Regions from separate parts of the Mus musculus genome. Here regions 2 and 3 are each linked to region 1. The links are chromatin contacts, called in public Hi-C and promoter capture Hi-C maps. All regions are on one chromosome and are shown on one strand. Each heading gives the region's core, a stretch centred on a gene start, on an enhancer-like site or on the middle of the called end of the contact. The rest is flanking DNA. Distances are from core to core; before and after follow the strand shown. Region 1 holds the start of C330018A13Rik (RIKEN cDNA C330018A13 gene). Region 2 overlaps Hspb8 (heat shock protein 8). Region 3 holds the start of Srrm4os (serine/arginine repetitive matrix 4, opposite strand).

The links. Promoter capture Hi-C pulls out the DNA fragments that hold promoters and counts their contacts. Hi-C and Micro-C count contacts between places; a contact is called where the count stands out from the background.
Region 2: a contact with region 1 is called in a Hi-C map of embryonic stem cells, with 7 times the contacts expected there. The contact joins the enhancer-like site here to the promoter of C330018A13Rik in region 1. A contact is called at or near these places in 3 of 484 Hi-C or Micro-C datasets (the N1E-115 cell line and embryonic stem cells) and 7 of 115 datasets of contacts at active chromatin or transcription factors (embryonic stem cells and epiblast stem cells).
Region 3: a contact with region 1 is called in a promoter capture Hi-C map of hippocampal neurons, with 4 times the contacts expected there. The contact joins the promoter of Srrm4os here to the promoter of C330018A13Rik in region 1. A contact is called at or near these places in 2 of 39 promoter capture datasets (cranial neural crest and hippocampal neurons), 3 of 484 Hi-C or Micro-C datasets (embryonic stem cells, growing oocytes and uterus) and 2 of 115 datasets of contacts at active chromatin or transcription factors (both in embryonic stem cells).

What each region holds. Positions count from the first base shown.
Region 1 is chr5:116,121,891-116,125,042 of GRCm38.p6, reverse strand. C330018A13Rik (RIKEN cDNA C330018A13 gene) reads right to left here and starts at 1,429. Exons shown (of 2, transcript NR_153384.1): 1 at 1,216-1,429.
Region 2 is chr5:116,408,805-116,411,819 of GRCm38.p6, reverse strand. Hspb8 (heat shock protein 8) reads left to right here. Exons shown (of 3, transcript NM_030704.3): 3 at 2,330-3,015. The coding sequence ends at 2,489. It overlaps Gm36841 (a long non-coding RNA gene), which reads right to left. Exons shown (of 6, transcript XR_878708.2): 2 at 1,418-1,639; 3 at 287-372. Among named protein-coding and RNA genes, the nearest start is that of Gm36841, 3.6 kb to the right of the region's middle. Within about 2 kb of position 1,304, at least 44 of the 459 cell types and tissues checked have an H3K27ac peak or open chromatin away from gene starts, as enhancers often do. A contact at or near this core is called in embryonic stem cells and epiblast stem cells, where this site is marked.
Region 3 is chr5:116,436,699-116,440,093 of GRCm38.p6, reverse strand. Srrm4os (serine/arginine repetitive matrix 4, opposite strand) reads right to left here and starts at 1,372. Exons shown (of 4, transcript NR_015595.3): 1 at 1,256-1,372; 2 at 658-725. Srrm4 (serine/arginine repetitive matrix 4) reads left to right here. Exons shown (of 13, transcript NM_026886.3): 13 at 1-822.

The DNA of each region.
Region 1 (3,152 bases), core at 180-2,679:
CAAGGAGACAGAGGCTCGAAAGGATTCTTCCACTCTTTTTAAATTTAAATTACATTTATGTTTTGCTTGTATAAGGTTGTGTGTATAGATGTGTGTGCATATGTTTGTGTGTGCACATGCATGCCTGCATGTGTGTGTGCATTTGTGCATGTGTGAGCATGTGTTTGTGCATGTGTTTATGCGTGTGTGCGTGCCTGTGTGTGTGTGTGTGTGTGTGTGTGTGTGTACATACACATAGGCCAGAGGTGAACATTGAGTGGCCTTCTACCACTCTGTCTTTTTCGTGTGCTGCTAGGATAAAAACTACTCTACCCTGCCAGGGATGGTAGTGGACACCTTTAATTCCAGGCCAGCCAGAGCTATGCAGTGAGATCCAGGCTCAAAAAAAAAAAAAAAAAAAAAGACAAAAAAAGAATAAATAAAACGCTGACTAAAAGCAACTTGGAGAGGAAAGGGATTTATTTGGCTTGCAGGGAACGGTCCATCATCATGAAAAAAGTCAAGATATTAACTCTAGGCAGACACTGAAGCACGGGCCATGGAGGAACTCTGCCCACTGGCTTGCTCTTTATAAATCACTCAGCTAGCTTTCTGCTGCAGCCTCGGACCACCTGCCTGGGGACAGCACCCTCACAATGGATTGGGTGCAATCCCCCACAGACATGCCTGGGGTTACAGTGGTGAGAGGGACTCCTCAGCTCCGTCTCCCTTCTCCCAGGGCTGTTCAGGTTTGTGTCAAGTTGACAAACACCATAGCATGCTTCACATTTAATATTTTGAGACAGGGTCTCTCACTGCACCCGGGGTTTGTGGATTCAGCTAGGCTGGCTGGCTATCAGGCTTCTAAGCGCGCCTGTGTCTGCCTCCCAATGCCGGAGTCTGTGGCACATGTTCCCCACCCTGGCTTTTTGACATGGGTGAAAGGAGCTGGACTCAGACCCTCACGCTTACACAGTACTGACTCCCCAGACCCTGAACTTATTTGTAACTGATTCCTAACTACATAAAAAAATTGAAACTGTGCATACTGTGCTGGGTGATTTTTATGTGTACGTGGTACTGTGTTCAATCACAAGCAAACACAGCTCACTCCTCAAATGGTTTATCATTTATAATAAAAATGTCCCAAACCCTTCCTTCCCTGTTGTCTTTTTAAGCAAACTGGGTCATCTGTAGCTACGGCTGTCCTGAGTGTGCCACCCTAGAACTCCGTACCTTCATCCAGCTTTGGATCAGAACAGAGCCCTTTGGTCCACCTTGCCCAACTGTGGTTGGCGCTTGAAGTCTGGTCTCCCTGATGTTCACCGCATCTCTCTGAGGGAAAATGGAGCATTACTTTATTTATAATCCCCATTTTTTTTTAATTAAGCATACAAAGACACCGACGATCTGTGGCAGAGCAGAGTCTAGAATGAGGTCTGTCTAGGACAGGAAATAGCCTGAAATCACAAGACTTTCTGCTTCCTCCACGCCAGACTCCAGCTCGGTCGGTCTATTGCTCGTAACTATGGCGCCATCTAGTGGCAACTCTTAGCACCACTCTCACCATGCCCTTGAGCGAAACCTAAGGGTCTTGCCCAAAAGGGAAGGCAGAGACTGTCAACAACAGTAACAAGTCCTACATGCTCAGACAAGGAAGACGGTTTGTTACTGAAACATGACCCGGAGCAAAGAGCAGCAACACAAGCATCATCTCCAGTCTCTTGGGCTTCAAGAGCCCCAGGGAGAAATCTTTTTGGAGTGAACAGCTTCATCAGAATCCGAGAGAACAGCAACAATGTATCTGGTCCCCAAAGTTGCCATCCCGCTAGACTTCACAAGCCATCTACGTTGCTGCTGCGATGGAACTGTATCTTCCCTAGAGAAACACTTCCAGTAGATATCGGTGGAACTTTCTGTTTATACAAACAGTTCTTTTGTTGTTTATTTGGTTTTGAAGCCCAGCGTTGTGGGAGCGGATCTTGAACTTGCTTATGTATCTGAGGCTGGCTTTGAACTCCTGAATCTCCTGCCTCTATCTCCCAAGCACTGGAATCACAGGTGTGTGTACCACTATGCCTAGTTACATAGCCCTTATTTTTTTAAAAAAAATCCTATAAAAAGCAAACCACAGGACATATTTAGGCTAAGAAGTCAGAGTTTGGGGACACCTGCTTGAGGGTGAGTTTAAAGAAGACGAGTTTCTATTCTTTCCAAAAGAACACACTGGGAGAGCTGATGAAGTGAGATAACTTCAGCATCTCTTTAGATATTTAGAAAACGACAATGGCTATCTTTTCATGGGAAGAGAACAGGTGCCCCCGGGGATCAGGGGGGCTTCACTGGTGTGAACTAGATAGCATGCATCCCTCCCATGCTCAGACCTTCTCTCACCGAGAGCACAGCTACAATGTAGCCAGCATCGTGGGGCCTTCCCAGAGATATCCCATCAAGCACCAGCAAGGGACGATGATGTACGAGAGAGCCAGCAGGCTGTCTGTGTGTGCCGCATGCCAGGTGTTGCAATAAACCAGTGGTTCTCAAGCTTCCTAAAGCTGTGACCCTTTAATGCAGTTCCTCATGTTGGGGTGACCCTCTTCCCCCAATCATAAAATTCTTTTCAGTGTTACTTTGTTATTGCAATGTGCCTCAGGTACAAATTAGTTCATGGATTCTGCTACTGTTAAGGAATTGTGATGTGCATATCTAACATGCAGGATATCTGATATGTGCCCCCTTTACACCCCCACCCCGTGAAATGGTCGCGTGACCCTTAAAAGGGGCCACACTCACAGGTTAGAAACCACTGGGTTAGAATTAGAGTGGAGGACATACTAAGTGCAAATGACTTCATGAGACAGAGACATCTTCAGCCCCCAAAGTCCCCAAGAATCTCGACATAGATATGATAAGGAAGAACGGGCTGTCAGAGATTTACAGTACTGGTTTTAAGGTGTTGGGGACCAGCAAGATGGATTAAGGGGCTTGCCGCCAAGACTGGTGGCCTGAGTTCAATCCTCAGAATCTATACATGGTAAAAGAGGAGAACTGACTTTCAAAAGCTGGTCTCTGGCCTCTGTGGATATATGCATACACACACACACAGCACACGCGCACTAAAATGTAATCTTAAAAGGTTATGTATTGAAGGGAACAGCTATGGAAAGAAAGTA
Region 2 (3,015 bases), core at 55-2,554, 290 kb before region 1:
CTGTCCCAGAGGCCTATCTGTGTTGGGTAGGAGAGACAGTTTGGAGGTACCTAGCAGGTCGGAGGCAGGCCCTTTTCGACCCCCAGCTTGGAGGACAAAACAGGAAACAGGATTCAGGAAGTCATGGGGAAGATGCCCAGCGCATCACACTTTGTTCTCTTTGCCTCACAGCTCCTCGGGTATCTGGTCAGCCCCTGCTTGACCTCTGTGGCTTGCTGTGGCCATGTTATGAGGTCTACAGGCTTAGTCCTAAAAGAATCCCATTGGGCGAGGTTATTAAACCCACCTTGTCCGTGAGGAAACTGGAGTTGGGAGGGGCGGGTGACAGAGTCGCAGCGCTGGTAACAAATAGATGCAGAGCTTTAGAAAACCCTGGAGGAGAAAAGAAGGAGAGATCTGAGCATGTCGGTGGAGCTGGGGAACGGAAGGCTGAGGAGACAAGACCCAGGGAGAACACCTCTGCAGGGTTTGTGTGGATGCTCAGATAACCAGGCTCTTCAAGGGAGAGCGTGGGACACCAGGGGTTGGAAAGGAAAGGGAACTGGGGAGTTGGGAGCTGGGGAGATAATAGCTCAGTCCATGTGGTGCTAGACACACAGGAGGACCTGCTCTCCAGCCCCAGAACCCATGAAGGAATTCCAGCATGGTGTCATGTGCTCATCAATCCCAAGGCTGGGGAGGCGGAGGCAAGAGGTTCCCTGGGATATGCTGGCCGGACAGCCTAGCCTAGTCAGGGCGTCCCAGATCTCCAGAATAGATCCCACCAATAAAGATGATGAAATCGATGAAATCATCATCATCGTCGTCATCATCATCATCATCAGGCTGGAAAATTCCTGAGGAACAACACCCAAAGTTGATTCCTGACTTCCACATGCTTGTAGATGAGGTCATACCCACGTGAACACACACACACACACACTCACACACTCTCACACACACTCACTCACTCACACACACTTTGATAAAAACTGTCTCTAAAAGAAATGAGGTACCGTGGAATTTGACCACAGGTCCCTCTCTCTACCTTCCTGCTGGATCAAGGGACCTCAGATGACAGCTTTCACTGTCCCCATGTTCTCAGACTTAGTAAACTTCCATTCCTCCCATCACCGGCTTAGGGCTTTACCCCCCTCCACGGTCAGCTGGCTTTTAATAACATTAAATTCTCACCACCGACGACGTGATCCCTCAAGAACCCACCTATGAGGGAAATAAACTCAAAGACTCTACCCTGGGCCAGTTCTAATGAGATAAAGCCAGTTGCTCTGGGACCCAAGTTTTAAGCCAGCTTTTACCAGGAAAGAGAAAGCAGTTAGTGAAGGGCCCCAGAGGCGTCTTGGGTATTTAGCACTCGGTGGGGGGCCGACATTCAGATGCAAATGAGAGCCAAAAGGAGAACTTAACTTCTCCCTACCTCGGGAATCCAGTTTACTGGAACGAGTCTAGCTCTGTCTCCAGGCTTCCGTTTCTCCATGTACGAGATCATCCTTCTGGGTCACTAGGAAGGTCTTTTGGGCTCTGATACATATCAAATATCTACAACTGTCAGGATGCCAGCTTGCGGGGCCAGTGACAGGGCAAGGCATCCTCGCACCACTCAGTGTGACTCCAGGATACGAATCTGGCATTCTTTTCCCTACAAGGAAGTAGGTTTGGGAGGAGGTCAGACCATCAGTTCCCTTCTGCTGGTTGGAGAACCAGAACGTAAATTCAGCTCTGCTGGCCGGGGGTGGGGGTGGGGGTGTGTGGGGGGGTGGGGGGTGGGGGGGTGGGGAGTGTGGGGGGGTGTGAGGCAAGCTATACTTATACCGGGCTAGCACACGAACAGTTAAAATACATCCCCCTCACAGTGGGAGGGGAGGGGCTGTAGGAGGGAGGCCCCCAGCCAGGCATTGTCTTCTTGCTTTCAAAGCTTGGCTTGGCGGTTATCCAAGTCCTACAGAAGCACCTTTGTTGATCTTCAAAGTTCCGGTCTGGCAAGGTGGCTTTGGGAGGGCTTTGGGCTTCTGATAATAGGAAATAGGAAACACAAATACACACATGCACACACATACACATACAAGCATACACACATACACACACAGATACACACAGATACACACACAAATACACACATACACACATAGGCACACACATGTACACACACATGCACACACATACAAGCATACACATGCACACACATACAGACACACACACACATACACACACATACACTTGTACCATACACATGCTTGCATTCAAAGGAACATTTTCTTTTCAATGAACACGGTAGCTTTAGCTATATGAAAAACAATCAGTGGTAAGACCTTCTGTTTTGCTCTCCCAGGCTCCCTGCAGAAGTGGATCCAGCCACTGTATTTGCCTCGCTTTCTCCAGAGGGCCTGCTCATCATCGAGGCTCCCCAGGTCCCTCCGTACTCACCCTTTGGAGAGAGCAGCTTCAACAACGAGCTTCCTCAAGACAACCAGGAAGTCACCTGTTCCTAAGACGTCAGCCTTGGTCCTTCTTCGCTCCCATCCCCAGCCCCAGGGACTCTCTGATTTGAGGGTACACTACTTTAGCAGCACTCAGATTTAAGGCAACTCAGATGTTGGGGGATGGGAGGGAGAACCGAACGACCGTCCCTGGATGATGTAGTAATAGATTTCTCCACAGGGTGACGCAATGGGTCAGCCTTGCTTGGTTGCGTTAGGTCAAAGGATTGGGAGGTTTTTCTTCATCTTATCTGGGTGAAGACGTCTCGCAGTCTACAGTTGCAAAACAAGCAAATGGGGACTGAAGATTTCATGTTAAATTTTTACCTTGCAGTTAATGCAAGAGTTGCTTTTCTCTGGGGACCTTCCCATCACCCAGATCCCTGCTCTGGACCCTCCTTCTACGTGGCTTGGTTGATGGGACTCATTGGCTCACCTCAGTGTGTTTCTAAACTCTTTGTCTAGAAGAGGTTATGGGCAGGTCTTATATCCCCATATGGGATTTATCCTTCACCACACAACACAGTGCCTTTTTTTT
Region 3 (3,395 bases), core at 123-2,622, 320 kb before region 1:
ACATTAGGCAGAGATTCTAGCGAGTGTCATGCCCTCAGACCTGGGCTAGAGTCCCCCTCCCCTCATCCTCTTCTGCGTACATTCTGAACAGTCTTCTCACGGGTGTCTGTGCCCCACCCTGGTTTTCTCTCTGCTGAGTAGAAAATTTTATTTAGTGATATGTGTATGACACATGCCCCCTTCCGCTGGTCAGCCCACCAGAGACACTCTGGCCAAACACAACACCATCAGACAACACTTTAAAGAATGCTATGCCTTCTCTGTTCGTTCTGTACCGATGAGCCAATGACAATGACATCATGGTCACCATCCCTCTGTCCTTAATTTTTATTTCTGTTTGTGTATTTGGGATTTTGTTGTTGTTGTTTTAGCTTTTTGTTTTGCTTCATTATTCATCTCTGTTTTGATTTTGTGGTTTTGTTCTTTTCTTTTTTTGGCGGTTGTCAGTTTTGCACTGTAAATACCATGATGTGAGCCTGACCTCAGAACATGGCTTACTTAATAATTTATTATTTCCTATTTATTGAGTGGTATTGAAAAGTGAGGGGGACCAGCCCTCCTGCTGGGTTGTTATTGAAAACCCACCCATCTCTCAGCTCTGGGTGCTGCTGTCTGTGGTGGGGGAATTATCACCCAGGTAATGAGTGCTAGACTTACCAGCCAAATTGGAATCGCAGAAACAGAGGCTTCTGTCATACAAATTAAGTCCAAAAGGATCTAAAGCACTAGGGGGAAAAAAAAAACCTCATTTAGATGGAACTTAATTGAGGAACTCAAATGCCTGTACTCGAACCAACTTCTATTAAAAAATCACAACTGAAACACAGAGAGAGAATCCTTTTTCCCTGGCTACATGAAATTATGTCTGTATTAACAAGCTGAAAACAGGAGAAAGCTATGGGATTCTTTTGTGGTTCTCTTTGGGGATAAAAGGAGTGGATCTTGGGTCTCAGTCTTGTCTTAGAAACCCAATGGACTTGGCTGGTGTGTTCTGGAGAGGGCATGGGAGAGAGCTCTGCTCTGGCGCAGTGAACTCCATCCTGGTGGATATCATGGATATACCATGTTGTAGTAATGTTTAATCCCAACCTGAGGTTTCTACCCCACCTTAGACCATTTAGTTCCCGGATAAAAGACACACACCATCTTTATATTTACAATAAGCCTTAAGCAGCTCAAAGAGCTGGGCAGATATGTACTCTCTATGCTGTTAGAATTGGTAACCTCTTATCGATAACCCCAAGTTATCACTTACTATGTTTTATCTGGGCTGCTCTTAACGCCAATCAGCCAGCCCTCAGGGCCATTTTTTCTTGACTCCTCACCCATGGCAGCTTCTCCTCCCTCCTCCTGCACCTTCTTCTTCTCCACTGTGGTTCTCCCCCATCCCAAGCCAGGGAGAAACCTCAACCCCACCTATGTCTCTTCTGCCCAGCTATTGGCTGTTGGCATCTTTATTTCCCAACCAGAAATAACTCACAGTGGGGGTGGGGGTGGGGGTGGGTAGGGTTACAGGTCTAAGTGCAGCCGCCCAGTCTTGTGGTCCCACACTTAGCATTACAATAGACAGCAAGGCTGATGGCCATCAACCAAGGAAGCAAGCAAAAGGATAGGGGGCTTGGAATTTCCTGCAGGGCAAAGTAGGAATTAGCTGGGATGTGGGATGCACCAAGGTTATGAAAGTCACAGAGACTAACTCCAACGCTTTTTTCGTCTAATTTAAACTCTCCAAGTCCAGTCTCCCTCGAGTCATGCTGGGGGAACACAAAGTGGCTCTGCCCTGTCCTGACTCTAATCATGGTCCATTGTTAGACTGCTTCTTCTACAACTATTCTGATGAGCTGGTGACAAAGGTCCTAATGGCTACTTTTCAGTTGGGAGGGGCTGAGGCCCGTGGAAAGGGACTGTCATTCCTAGCTCTTAGAACTGGCATCTGCCTGACTCCGTGTCCCTTGTCCCTTGGTGGAACCTTTCTAGGGGGACCTAAGCAGTGAGCACTCCACACTGTGTCTCTTTTCTCCAAGGCTAAGCTATTTCCTCCAGTGGTCATTGGTCAAGGACCTAGCTGATTCTGCCCCCCAACACACACACCTCAAAACCATTTCTTTACATGAGGGGCTGGGATTCCCACCTGGAAAATCTCAAAGCAGAACACTCTCAACTCCCCCTTGCTCAGCCTGACCATGCAGCAGCTGCCCAGAATGACTTCCCTCTCTAGTGACACATACTGTGCCCTCCAGCATCCTGGGAGCCTGTCTCAGCATTACAGTGACCACAGCTCATCATCACCTTCCCAAGGGTTTCCAGGTTTTCAGCCTGTAGGATCCACACCTCTGTTCTAGTTAAGGTCCATGCTAAGGTGTTCTCATACATGGCCCAGTGTCTTCTGGGTATGGGATGTTCAGAGAAGGAAGACAGGGTATTTGGGAGCTCTTATGACCTACCTGCTGTGTGTCACACATAGATCCATATGGGTCAGCGCATTTGTTGAATTTCTCAAACAGATGTGTAACCATTTGGGTAATTTTTTTTACTTGTGTGTGTGTGTGTGTGTGTGTGTGTGTGTGTGTGTTTTCACACACATGCAGAGGCCAAAGGATAACTTCAGGTGTCATTCCTTCAGGTGCTGTCCAACTGCTTTTTTTTTTTTTTTTTGGAGACAGAGTATCTCACCAGCCCGATGGCCAATGTGCCTCCAGAATTAGCCTGTCTCCGCCTCCCGCAATGCTAAGGTTACATGTGTGGGACACCATGCCCAGTCTTTTTACATGGAGAACACATTTATGAAGAAATTTATCAATTGCGTCATCTACCCCACCTGGGTTTTGGATGCCCATGTGCTCAGATGGTGGTAGCTTCTATGCATTTCCTCAGAAATCCCACTCAGAACCATCTATCTCACCGTGCAGCCTTATCTTAGCCTTCACCGAAGTCCCAACATTAGATTTTCTTCCTAACAGAAACTGAAGCTTAGGAAAACAAAGCCACTCACCCAAGAGCCAGAGTCTCCAGAGTCAAGGACAGAATTCAAGCAAACTGACTCAGAACCCCAGGTTGCCAGCTGCTCTCTATAGCTCCGGAGTTTATACATATCTAACCTCTTCCTTCACGGTCTGACAAAGGCTTTAGATCCTAAACCTCTAGGACAGTTCTACTGTTCTCTGTGTGGCACTGGACAAGGGTCACACCTGTAGGTGACTAGTTTGCTGATCTGTAGAGTAGGTTAGCAGCAGCTACCTCCTTGGGCTTCTATGGGAACAAAATGAGATAGTCAGTTCCTTCAATACAGGAAAATAGGGATAGCATTCAGTTAACGATAATGAGCAAAATTGACATTTCCAGTACTGAGTCTGAAGTGTGATAACGGGAGTCAGGGGTCAGCCTAATGGAGCCAT